Regions from separate parts of the Muntiacus reevesi genome. Here region 1 is linked to region 2. A link is a contact called in public Hi-C data. All regions are on one chromosome and are shown on one strand. The core of a region is the stretch at or near the end of the contact, and the rest is flanking DNA. Distances in the headings are between cores, read along the strand shown. Region 1 holds the start of C4H3orf18 (chromosome 4 C3orf18 homolog). Region 2 holds the start of DCAF1 (DDB1 and CUL4 associated factor 1).

Region 1 (6,491 bases), core at 608-3,107, 480 kb before region 2:
CATGAGGCTGAGGATGGGATTCTGGTGAGATGAAATCCCCCTAAGTTCTGAAGGCACAGGGGAAATCAAAGTTTGAGGGCAAGGGAAAGTTCAGGGACCATCAGGATATGTGCTTCATATACTATAGATCCCATGTGCATTTAGGGACATGAAAATGAAGCCCTGCCCCCTCTTTGTGGATAAGATTATCACAGCGATCATACTCAGAAGATGTGAAAGGTAGTGGGGAGGTTTGAAAGAAAAAGTCCACTTCCCATCCCCAGCCGCTACTCCCCACGCTCTTCATCTTCTTACATCCTGCCTGCGCCCCACCCCCCATGCCTCACCTCCTGCTTGGAGGAAAAAGAAAAAAAAATACTGCAGCTTTTTCCTTGCACAATGATCAGACAGGCCTGTCTATGAATTCTGGTTCAGCCACTTAATTGAGTGACCCTAGGTAAGTCAACCACCTCTCCCTGTCTCAGTTTCCCTGAGTCTAAACTGGAGGCATTAAGGGCACCTCCCTCACAGAAAGGGTGAGAGGGTCACTGACATATCAAATGAAGTAGTCCCTAGAAATGACTTAGCTCAGTACAACCCTTATCCACAGTAAGCACCCAGTAACTGTTTGCTCTTCTCCCTCTGGCCACTCCATTTGGGAAAGGGGGGCCACAGAAGCCCCTGCACCCACTCTGCTGTGTGTCGTCCAGCCTGTGCTTGGAGGGAGGGCAGGGACAGGTGTGGCAAGGCCAGAAGACAAGAAGGAGAAAAAGGCTACATTCAGGGCCTCTGATGGGCTTTCTCTGTAGGTTCTTGGGTCCCTGGACCCCTACAGGGGAGCCGAGGCTGTCAGGGACCAGGAGACAGTCAAGGAGAGCGAATCTTCAGAGGTAAGAATGGAGCTCCCATTCTGAGATGACTTCTCCTACCCATCCCTCCTCCCTTGGGAGCACAGGGTGGGTGATATGCCCAGTCCAGGCTGTGACTTTGGCCTTCCCAGGCCAAAAGGCTCTGGATAAGACCGAGTGGAAAGAAGTCCCAGCCAAACTGCAGAAGGGCAGGCCTACAGGGAGGAGCAATGCACAGATCATGGCTGCATACACACGCTGTGCGCTAGCTCATGGGTATATGTGGGATGCCTCCTTGTGTGGGTGCATGGGTGTGTGTGAGGTGGGCACACACCCGGGACGGCCCCTTAGGAAGGGGCAAGGCTGGCACAGAAACATGGGATGGGAGAGGCTCATCTCCGCTCTCTGTCCTCTGCCTCTAGGTAGGCTGGGCTTGTCAGGAGTCCCAGGTCCTTTCTTGGTTCTGCCACTGACCCCGAGATGTGACCTTGGGCCAGACCCTTAACACTTGCTCTGGGGCTCTGTTTATTCTTCCTTCCAAAGGAGAGAAAGGGCCCTGCTCATCACTGTTCAGGACTGCCTCATGTTCCAAAGGGCAAGAAACGGAATCGGGGAGGAAAAGGGTTGGGCGCTACGACGTCCGAGAACCCACATACCGTTCTCCACCAGGTTCATCATTCCTCGCTACTCCAATCCCCATCCCCACCTTCGCCCCTCTGATTCCTCCATTCTTGCACAGAAGCGGCGACCTCAGCACTTACTTAATCCTCTCTGGGGCGCCGAGCTCAGCCGGAGAGGTTAAGGGTGGTGGCGACCGGCAGGAGGCGGGGGCAAGGTTGGGGGTGGACCCCCCAGGTCCTAGGGCAGGGGGCGGCGGGTCCGACCAGAGGTCCGCCCTCCCTGGGTGGACCTCCTGGGCTGTGCCTGTGACGTCGCACCGCCCACAGCCGAGCGCTCGCTCTGCCAGCCTGAACACCGACAGGCCCGGCCGGGACCCACCGCGGGGGTGGGGCTGAGGCCAGCAGCCTGGCGTCTTCGCGTTGCTCCAGCTAGTCTCGTCCCTGCCAGCCCTGCGCCCCCGACCCCGGATTGGCTGTCAGGCCCAGAGCCGGCTCTGCATTGGTCCGCTGGCCTGCCGCTCAAATCTGGCTCTGCCCCCAGCGAGAGTGGGAGCCGGGTCTCAGCTCTAGCAGACCACTGCTCATCTTCCGTGGCCCAAGTAGAATTGCGCGGGGGACTGTGGGCGGCCAGGCCTTTCTTAAGGGCAGAACTCTGGCCACCGGCTAGCCCGGGCTTCATCTCCACCAGGACAGACTCGCGCTCCCCGAATGCGGGTGGGCAGAGGTTTGTGGAGAGCACTAAACTAGGAGTCCTTGAGCCAGCGTTGAACTCTGGCTGGACGCTCCACTAGCTTGGTGAACTAGAGCAAGACGCGTCTCCTCCCTGGCTCTTAGCTTCCTGCTCAGATGGGCTCTGGTGTGAGGGCTGTTGGTAAATGATACCCACCTCTGGCTAGAAATGAGGCATCTTTCAGAGAAATAGGGAGATGGAACGGTATTATTATTGGAGAGGCATTATTGGGCACGTGCACCCAGGAAAACCTACGTATACCCCTCCATCCAGAGCGCGATCACCTCTAGAGTGAGGAGTTTTCAGATACCTTCTAATTCTCAGGTTTTCAGAGGAACTTATGGGGATCGCTTGTTAATAGCTTGTTACAAATACAGATCCCCGGGTCTGGGACGGAGCCTCGGAAACTGCATGTTTAACAGTAGTTTAGTCAACAGTGATCTAGTTAACAATAGACTCGAGGGCGGGGGGAAGTGGCATTGGCAGGCCACACTTGAGAGGCCCTGCCATGAATTTTATAGGAGCAACTGAGGCGCACACAGACGACCTGGACAAAGCCCGCCGACGAGTCGGATTCAAACCCTGGTCTACTAATACTTTAGAGCTGCCTGCTCCAAACCCTAAAACAGGGGTTAGAGGGTCAAGAGCGGCCCTGGGGTCCAGTCGCCACCTGGTCCTGGACACTGGTCCTGTCCAGGTCCTGAACACTGGGTGCCACGCCTCAAATTAGTGCCCGCCCCCAACACTGGGCTACGCCCACGTGCCGCTCTACCCAGACATAGTCTATGTTAGGCCACGCCCCTGCGCATAGCGCCGGATCCCTTGGACTCCTGGCAGCTGATGACACGCCTCCTTTCGGGTGGCCTACACATCTCCGGACTCGGTACCAGTCACCGCAGGCTACAGCCGTATTCCTGCTGCGACCTTCAGGAAGACTGTCTGGGGAGCAACCCTAACACAACGCCACCCTTTCCCACCGTGGGCCTGCGGAAGTAGTGTGCAAGGCGTTCATACCCACCCCACCCCCCAACCCCCCGCCACTGGCCCGCAGGGGCGTCCGAGGTGCAACCCAGCGGTTCTAGGAACCCTGGAGCTGGTCAACGGAATCCGCCCGAGCCCTTTCTCGAATGAACCAACCCCGGAAGCAGAGTCTCTCTGGGGCGCTCACATCCGGGTTATGCACATCCGGGTTATGCACATCCGGGAGCCGAACCCGCGGCAGTTTCTTCAGGGTGGCGGGAGAGTGTAGTAGCCTATTAGAAAGGTATGAGGAACACCTTCGAGACCTCGAGTTCTTCAGAGTTCTGGTAGCCTTCCTCAGAAAGTCTGTGGCCCCGTTGTACAGATGGAGAAACAGGCTTGGTTAAAGGCAGTCTTGCCGAGAGGAAGAAGCTGCGCCCGACTTCAGGCCTCGGCTACTCCTTGGCCAGCGCTCTGGTAGTAAGAGCTGCCTCCGGAGTCCGAAGGTTTTGTGTTTTGCCTGGAACAGATACTAGCTGGGTGACTTTGGGCAGGTTGCTTCCCGTCTCGGAGTCTTGTTTTCCTTCCTGCTTGTCCCTGAAGAGCGGCACCGAACAGTTGTTTAATAAAGGCTAGTTTGAAGCCAGGTCCTTGTAAGAGGAAAGGAGACCACTGATTTAAAATCCTCAGCTAAATGTGTTTGTGATCATTTTAATGTAAAGTTAACAAAAATTGTCATCTAAAAGGTATTTGTTTGTGTCTTTATTTTTGTTTGCGCTGGGTCTTGGGTCTTCCTTGTTGCGCTCAGGCTTTCTCTTGATGCAATGCGGGGGCTTCTCATTGTGGTGGCTTCTTTCGTTGCAGAGCACAGGCTCTAGGGCGTGCGGTTTTCAGTAGTTGTGGTTCATTGGCTTAGTTGGCCCATGGCATGAGAGATCTTCCCTGACCAGGGATTGAGCCTGTGTCCCCTGCATTGGCTGGCGGATTCCAAACCACTGGACCACCGGTGAAGTCCAACAAATTGTCAAATTTTTAGTTGGCAGTTTATGCTGGTGTTTAGGACCATGGGTTAAATTGGGCGGAGGGGTGATTTTCAGCATACAAATCAATAATGTGTAGGTGTGCTAAGTCGCTTTGTATCCAACTCTTTGTGACCCTGTGGACTGTTATCTGCCAGGCTGCTCTGTTCATGGCATTCTCCAGGCAAGAATACTGGAGTGGGCTGCCATGCACTCCTCCGGGGGAATCTTCCCAACCCAGGGTTCCGATCTGTGCTGCATACATCTCCAACATTGACAGGCGGGTTCTTTACCACTAGCTCCACCTGGGAAGCCCATAAATCAATGACAGTACATGCTAAATGTCAAAAGCAAAACTCCCAAGCAAAAGCAGTCTTCTCCCCTAGTAATACTAGTTAAGAGCATGTAATATTGACTCCCTCTGTGTGTTGAGATGCCTCCCAGGCCCTAGACATTCATTGACTGACGCACTGCTCACCAGGGAGTTTGTGTTATTTCTTTCCTCTGTTGTATGGAGGAAGAAACTAAAACTCAGAAATAATGACTTTCCCAAGGTCACACTCTGGGTCAAATAGATCTCTTCAAACTCCAAGCCTGCAAGTCCATTTATTATCAGGGACTGAACCATGGATTCAGATCACGTGAGCCAAAGACCTGAAGAAAATGTCACTGACCAAGGCAAGAAAACTCAAGTAGATGGGTGAAGGTATAAAATGGAGTCAGAGAGGGAACAGCAAAGCATGCCCTCTCACAGGCAACAGGTCAGAGAAGAATGAGTCCCGTGAGGCTCAGCTGCTGTCCTGGTTCTCCTCTATTCCAGGGCAGCCGCATCTGAGGACCAGTCATGCTGAAGACCCAGAGCCTGTGACCACTCCATCTCCTTCCAGCTGAGTCCAGTCACCATCCTCAGCAGCTGACATCACAAGAAAGACCTGGGCACCTCGGGGAAGTACTCAAGGGATCCTTTCCCTGAGACGTGGAGCTTTGGGGCAGAATGCTGAGGGCCCTCCTCTCTGGCCTGGGGTGGAGGAGAGGCATTTGGGGCTGCGCCTTTAGCTCATGGCAACCCCATCAACCTCTGACTGGGTTGTTGAGTGCCACCAAAGTGGTCAGCCACTGGACAGCGGTCTTTGAGGAAAAGGGCATCCCTGAGGCCCGGGAATCCAGTGAGTACATCGTGGCTCATGTCCTTGGAGCCAAAACAGTTAAGTGCAGCGTTGCTAGGAGGGCAGGGAGTTGGGGGAGGGAGGCCCCGGGGAAGGGACATCCAGCCTTTTCCACTCCTCTGAGAGTGCTGAGCTGAAAATGATGGGATTTTTCTGAAGGAATGTCTTAGGCAAATACTTAAGTCACCCATCTAAGAAACTGTTACAGTGTGTGTCAGGCACTAGGGCTTCAGGGATGACCAGGGTGGCCAGTGTTGGACCCACCAGCAACATCAACGAGAGAAACCCGGGTCAGGGGAGCCAGCCACTCATGTTCTCTATGGGTCAGTTTCAGAGCCTGAGGCCAGAACTTTGGACCCAGCCCCTGACCCCTTGGCAGCTACAGTGTATCCAGGAGCTGAGTAGCTACCGTTTGCAAAGGTGAGCACCGTGGACCAAACCTGTGTGGGGAGCAGGGTCCAGCTTCCTCCAGCCCCACCAAGTTCATGGTCAAGGAGGAAGAAAGTGTCCAAGGACTCAGAAGGTATTGGGATAAGAGTGATGAGAGAGGGGTCATGGTAGTAAATAGAAAGAAGACAGGGAGGAATGGGCTTGGTTAGGAGTTCCAGGGTATGGAGGTGTGACCCTACCCGACATCATTGGCCACAGTGGTATCCCACCCGAGACATGGCCCCGTTGGTTCATTTGCTGGCACTGATGATCACCTTTTTCCCCCTCTTCAGGATGCCTGTGCAGTACATCCTTGGTGAATGGGACTTTCAGGGTCTCAATCTGAAGATGGCGCCCCCAGTTTTCATCCCTAGGCCAGAAACAGAGGTAGGTGTGCCGCTGGACTAGACAGGATGGGATGAAGGGTTCAGGGTGCCTGTCTTGTCCCAGACTTCCACCAGGGGGCACTGAGGCCCCGTTATTGCTATCCTTTAGAGACAGCGCCCTTCCTGGCTGGCTGGATAGGTGGGGCCAAGAGGAAAGAGGTCTCTTGCTGGCCTCCTTGACTGTCATCACTTCCCGGGCCACTGTCCCAGGCCTTGGCTGTCAGTGGCTCACGATAGCCCAACTGGCGTTGCCCACCAAGTACTCAGCCTCTTCCTGTCATTTCCCTAGGAGCTGTCCCGTGGGCCCATAGCCAACCAAACCCGTGGGAAACAAGTGCCTTCTCTTCCTCAGGA
Region 2 (6,053 bases), core at 1,426-3,925:
ATGATACAATAGTTATCAATCACTGAATATTAGTATGAGACAGACACTTGATTATTATCCTGAAATTTTACTGCCATATTGTCCTTATTTTACAGATGAGGAAAGGGGCTTAGAGATGTCCCCAAGGCCATTCAACTGGTACTTGGTAGAAAAGGGGTTCAAGCATTCAAATCCCAACTCTGCCAACATATCTGTGAGATCTTGGTCAAGTTACTTAACTTTTCCAAACCTCAATTTCCTTATCTGTAAAAGGGAAATGGTTGTTGTGAGAGTTAAACAATAATCCTGTCCATAAAATGGAATAATATAAAGCTCTACAAAAGATATGTAGAGGGAATTTACTGGTGGTTCAATGGTTAGGACTCTACCTACCAGGGCCCTGGGTTCAATCCCTGGTTAGGGAACTAAGATCTCTCAAGCCACTCAAAGAAGACAAAAAGTAGAAAATCCTTCATCCCAAATGATGCCTACCCAAGTATTTAGGGGTGCTGCACCTGCAACTTATTTTCAAATAGTTCCACAAAATATATACCACATCTACGAGGCAAAATAATAACAACTGCTGACTCTAGATGGATAAACAAGTATTCATTTTACTATTCTCTCAAGTTTTTAATATACTTGAATTTTTTCCTAGTTAAAAAGCAGAAGAATACTGAGAAGCATTTCCTTTCCTATATGGACCAACTCTCAGTACACTGTCAAGTGATAAAACCAAAGTTTGTGTGTGTGTGTGTGTGTGTGTCTGTCTGTCCCTGGAAGAATACCTAAGAAACAGAAAATATTACTTTTGGGCAGGTAACTGACTTTCTGAAGGATAAAGGTAGAAGAAAGAATTTTCACTGTATCACTATCCTAGCTCTACCACTGTCCCACTATTTTGTTACCTTTTGTAACTTTTGAATTAAACCATAAAATCTGTCTTTTTGTAATACACAGTACTGTATAGCCTATTAGCTTAAAAACTATCCCAAAGCCTAAAAAAAGTTCACAGTAAGGAGAGATCCTATAAGGTTACGATTCTGAAACAGATACTTGTACGCAATCTTTATTTAAAACACACACACACACACACACACACACACACTGGGGAAAAACACAAATTTGGAGCTTCAAATAAAATTTACCTAATAATTAGTATGACATGTGAGATCCTGTATAGCAGCAGTCTATTACTGTCCATAACCATGACAGAAACAACATAAATAATTTGGTAAGAAACCAACTTACCTCAATCACTTCAAACTAACAAGTGGCTCATTCTACCAGACTCCTCCTCTATTAAGTCCCATTACTGTACAAGAGAACAGTAAAACGCTGTGCTCAACAACTAAGATATTTTGAGCATAAAAGGATTTCCTTTATAGTTCCCAAATTCTGTATCTATTTCCTTTGTATTAAAAAACATATTACCACTCAAAAATGAATAACTGCAATATACAAAACTCAAATTTTGATAGCATCAAGCAGAAGAACAGTAAATTCCTAGAGTCTAATACAAGTTCACATAAACCATTTAAGGTTTAATGAGAAGAAAATTACAGAACATTGCCAATGAACCTCATTCCGTACATTAACAAAGCGTTTAGAACAAGATGCTACTAATAATTAAAACACGTAGACTAATTTAAAGGCTTCATTGAAAAGACAAGAGTAAGGAAAAACTGAGGCCAACGTGACATGAACGAGTCATCTGGGACTCAAAAAGAACCTCTACGAACAGCCCCAAACTACTTCCTCAACAAAAACGATACCGAGCGCTAACAGTGCAATAAGAGGAAGTGAGACGCAAACCGTCTAAGAAGAGAGAATTAAGCAAACGAATGACACTCAGTTAAAAACAACTATAACCCTCGTTAACAGGATCCCAGGAAGGTTGGCGGGCGCGCCAACGTTTGGCTCTAATCAGCAGAACCTCACACCTCGCCTTCCGCCCCTCCCCTCCACCGGGGGGTGGGGGGGGGGGGTGGGAGGAGTCCCGGGAGAGCCCCGCCCCACCTCGCCCGAAAGAGAGCCGGGCGGGTGCTAGAGGGAGGTGGCACGAGGCCGAGGGAGGAGAGAGCCCGCCCAGGTGACTGGAGCTAGAGGCGGAGACACAGAATGGGAAGGGGGCCGTCGTAGGGCAAGGAAGATGGAGACCACCCCCCCACACCCTCTATCTCGCACAGAGCGAAGACTAGGAGGACTGGGAAGTAAAAGGTGATGAGCGGAATGAGAAGCGCCCCTCCCCCAGGCAGGGGCGGGCACACCCTTGCCCCCCACTCCGGGCGGAAGAGTTACTCTTGGGAAGCTTCTTTTGCGGACTGGAGGAAGAACGTGGAGGCCCCGCCCCCCGAGCCCCAAATCTGGAAGAGTAAAAGTCTAGTCAGGCCCTGGACCAAGCCTCCCGGGAGGCCCGGCCCGCCCCCTCCCAGCCGGCGGCCCAGGCAGGTGCCGCCCCTCCCCCAGCCCGGCGCCCACTCTCCCGCCCGCCCGACCACGCACCCTGTCTCCTCGCGCCCCTCTCAAAGAGCCGTCCCCCTTCCTTCCCCACTCACCTTCCCGGGCGGCTCTGCCGCTCCCCCCTGACCCCGCCAGCGGCCACAGTTCACACACACAGCCTCAGGTCCTGCACTCACTCTCCCTCACTCACACACAGCGCGACCACGGCTCCGGAGCGGCCCACATATTATGCGTCACTCTCGTGCTACGTACCCTGCGCGCGCGCGCGCGCTCCTCCCGACTTGGCGCGAGGACTGCCGAGGCGGGAGGAGAACACCAAGGCGAGCCCCGGCGCCGCTTGGGAAATGAAGTTCCGCCCCTAGGGGCGGGACCCACCGAGTCGTGGTTGGCGCGTGGGCATTATGCCCCGCGCGTTGACTTCTGGGGCTTGTAGTTTTAGTATAAACGCGAACTGCTACGTACTTATTGGCTGCTCAGGAAGACGGAAGCGAAAAGTGAGACTCGATCCTCCCAGGCCAACACCGGAACTGCTGGGTACCTTCTCAGTACTTTATTCGGCCCTGTGTGACATGTAAAGTCTTTTAGTCTCCCATTTGCTCCATTGGACCTAGAACATACCAGGATCTAAGAAAATATTTCCCAAAGCGTGTGAGAAATCACGGCACTCATTAAACAAAAGGCTTTGGTTTTTGTCTTTCTGTTCAAGACCTAGCCTGTAGAATAAAAAAAAATTCATCCTAGGTATTATATGTGAAGCAGAGAAAAGGAAAGCATCAAAAGGAAATAGATTGAGGCAGAGCTGACTTCGGACGTCATCTAATTTCTTTATTTTGCAGCTGGGAAAAGTGAGACCGAGAGTGTGAGTGACTTGACTAACATCACACAACCAATTAGCAACAGAACCAGAAGGACTCCTGACTCCGACTCTGGGATCCCTTTTTGGAGACGTGAAAGGTAAGCATCACAACTGGGCATACTCTCTCCCTAACGGAGATCCTACCCAGCCTTTATTCCTAGGAGTCCTGAGCAAGTTCCTACGCATTTTTATGGCGTCCTCACAGCAATTTCACATGGGAAAAATGGGACACAGCAAGTTTGCTGCCATGCTCAGGTTCCATAGCTAGTAAGAAGCTAGCCTGAGCCTGGATGCTGGGTCTCTTAGTTCTGTTGCTCACAGGATCGCGTTACCCGCCTTTAAGAAGAGACCTCCCTCCTTCACTTAGGTTTGTAACTTTAAACAGCTGATGTTCAGGCACAAAATTCTAGAATGTTGGGTGGCAGCACGCAGACATGTCACCTCTCTGCAATGCCACACAGTTCTGTTCTCTATGCCTCTGGGATTTTGCCTATCTCAGTAATAGCCACTAGCATTTCCTTTGACTTCATAGCTCTGAGCCAAGTGTTTTACCCACACAACCCTCACTACCACCCCCACAGGGTAGGTACAGTTCGCCACCTCCACAGAGGAGAAATCTGAGCCCAGATTGGTTCCCCATGGAATGGGGCCCAGGTTTGTCGGTGCAGAGGCTGTGGACCAATAACTTTCCTACATCTGTCTTCCAACACTCCTGCAGCTGACTTTCATGCTGTGATTCCGTGGACCATGAACCCAAAATGCATGAGCATGGAGCATTCAAGCCTTAGATACCCTCCCTCTATCCATGAGCCAGCCAGTGCGGTGCAGCTTCCCCACTGACTGGGGTCCTGAAAGGCAGACCTCTTGCAGGAACCCAGGTTCCCAGTTCCTCTACTCCTGTCACAGCCTCAGCCTGCCACCAGATGGCGCTGCTCATCTTCAGAAAATCAGCCTGGGGTGCTGGATAAATGATGGGAATAAGGGGTATATCCCAGAGGCCCTTTGGAGAAGCCAGGGCCCAGGGGGCGGTGGAAGCAGAACAGGAGATAATTCAGAGCCTGTCTAGCAACTGCTCCCTCCATAATCTGTTCTGTAATGCCTGCGGCCCCCCTACCTCTGCCAAAAGCTCCCCACGTACACTGCCACACATCTGTAGGCACTCCTAGACTCCCCTGGGCTACACACACATTTCATACACACTGACACATTTCATAGGTCAAGCACAGGTGCCAGAGACTCAAGCACTCCCGCGCACTGCCACCAGTCCTCACAGCCAGCCTTTTCACACTTAAGTACATGGTGAACACAAAGCTACAAATAATCGGGCCCACACTCTCAGCTTGGCCTGGCGCATCACGCCTGAGTCATTGGAAAAAGAGATTCCTTGGCCTCTTTGGAACAACATTTCTGGACTTTGTCTCCCTCCGCCCTGCCTCTGCCTGTCTTCCGCTGTGGTGCACCTCAGAAAGAAGCTTCAAAGGGCAAGAAGTCATGCTTGCAGGGCTGCCCAGTGGCAGAGGGAGGGCAAGAGGAGCTCAGCACCAAGTCCCCCAGACTCAGGTATGCTCCATCCGGCCTTCATCCCCACACATGCCCATGCACTGGGCTAGGAAAAAAGTGATAACACCAAGTCCTCTGCACTTTGGCATTCTCCTCCCCTTCCCCTTGTCTCCCCTATCCCTCCCTCTTCCCTTTTCCACCTCCCCTTCTCTCCCATCACATGCTTCCATGTTCACTGAACCCAGGTGCTCCCATCACAACTCCTGTGCCTCCTCCTCTCCCCCACATCTCTTCCCACTCTGCTGTTGGTTGAACAAGACTACTGCAAGTGTCCAGGAGTAACAGGTCCAAGCTCCGGGGACCCCAACCTCGGCCAAAAGGGAATTCTAATCATTCCCTGGGTGCCTTCCCCCTTCCTGGGAGCCCCCTACAGCCCCCTATAAAGATGGAACACTGCCCTCATTTCAGAGGCAGTGTGCAAAGCAAGCACCCCTGCATGACTGCATCCAAGTCCACTAATTCCATTTCACAGAGTGAAAAACCGCCAAGGCTGCACCTCATCCAGTAGTTGCAGACACTGCAGTCTCCAGAAGTCAGTCCCCCAGCCCCTGCCTCCAGCCCACACAGGAGTCAGGTAAGAAATGAAACAGCAACCCCCCTTCAACCCTGCCCTAACTCCCATGTAACCAGGGGCCCAGCCAGAGTGAGGAGCTCCCTGCAATATTTAAGACAGACTTCTCTATTTTTAGTTCTTCTTCATCTGAAATTAAAATGGAACTGGACATGCTATATTTTATCTAGCAATCCCACCTCAGAACTACTGCTCAGCCACAGACCACTGCCAGGACTCCCCTCAGTGATTCCCCAGGTCTCGCTTAAATCATCTGCAAAATAGTTAGGAACAGCTGCCTCCCAGTGGGTCTCGTTAAAGGTTAGAGGGGCCAGGCAGTCAAGGCTGCCTTATCTAAAAGTTCATCTGGGTGATATCAGGTTCAAAGTCCTCTGTTGTCTCTTGAACCCTGTCACTGATGGTCACAGAAAAGAAAAGTTTCTTTTCCTCTTCATTGGGAAGTTTGTAGAAAGAGATAGGTCATCAGCTGAGTCTAGCTTTGGAGGTCCACAGCTCCGAGTCCTGACGCTGCTGCTCCTGTTGCCTGGCTGTGGGACCCTGATCTTCACCTCTCAAGCTTCAGTTTCTCCAGCTGGAGAATGGGAATAGTGCCTCCTTCCAGTCTTGCTATGAGGACTAAATGTG

The links. A called contact is a pair of places that touch in the nucleus more often than the background predicts.
Region 1: a contact with region 2 is called in a Hi-C map of muscle, with 6 times the contacts expected there. The contact joins the promoter of C4H3orf18 here to the promoter of DCAF1 in region 2. A contact is called at or near these places in 2 of 3 Hi-C or Micro-C datasets (blood and muscle).

The regions. Positions count from the first base shown.
Region 1 is chr4:107,751,718-107,758,208 of mMunRee1.1, reverse strand. It overlaps C4H3orf18 (chromosome 4 C3orf18 homolog), which reads right to left and starts at 1,857. Exons shown (of 5, transcript XM_065935359.1): 1 at 1,589-1,857. HEMK1 (HemK methyltransferase family member 1) reads left to right here and starts at 2,142. Exons shown (of 11, transcript XM_065933608.1): 1 at 2,142-2,161; 2 at 4,977-5,360; 3 at 5,651-5,742; 4 at 6,045-6,138. The coding sequence starts at 5,151.
Region 2 is chr4:107,274,042-107,280,094 of mMunRee1.1, reverse strand. It overlaps DCAF1 (DDB1 and CUL4 associated factor 1), which reads right to left and starts at 2,675. Exons shown (of 24, transcript XM_065933594.1): 1 at 2,538-2,675. LOC136167812 (a long non-coding RNA gene) reads left to right here and starts at 3,007. Exons shown (of 6, transcript XR_010663112.1): 1 at 3,007-3,396; 2 at 5,331-5,432.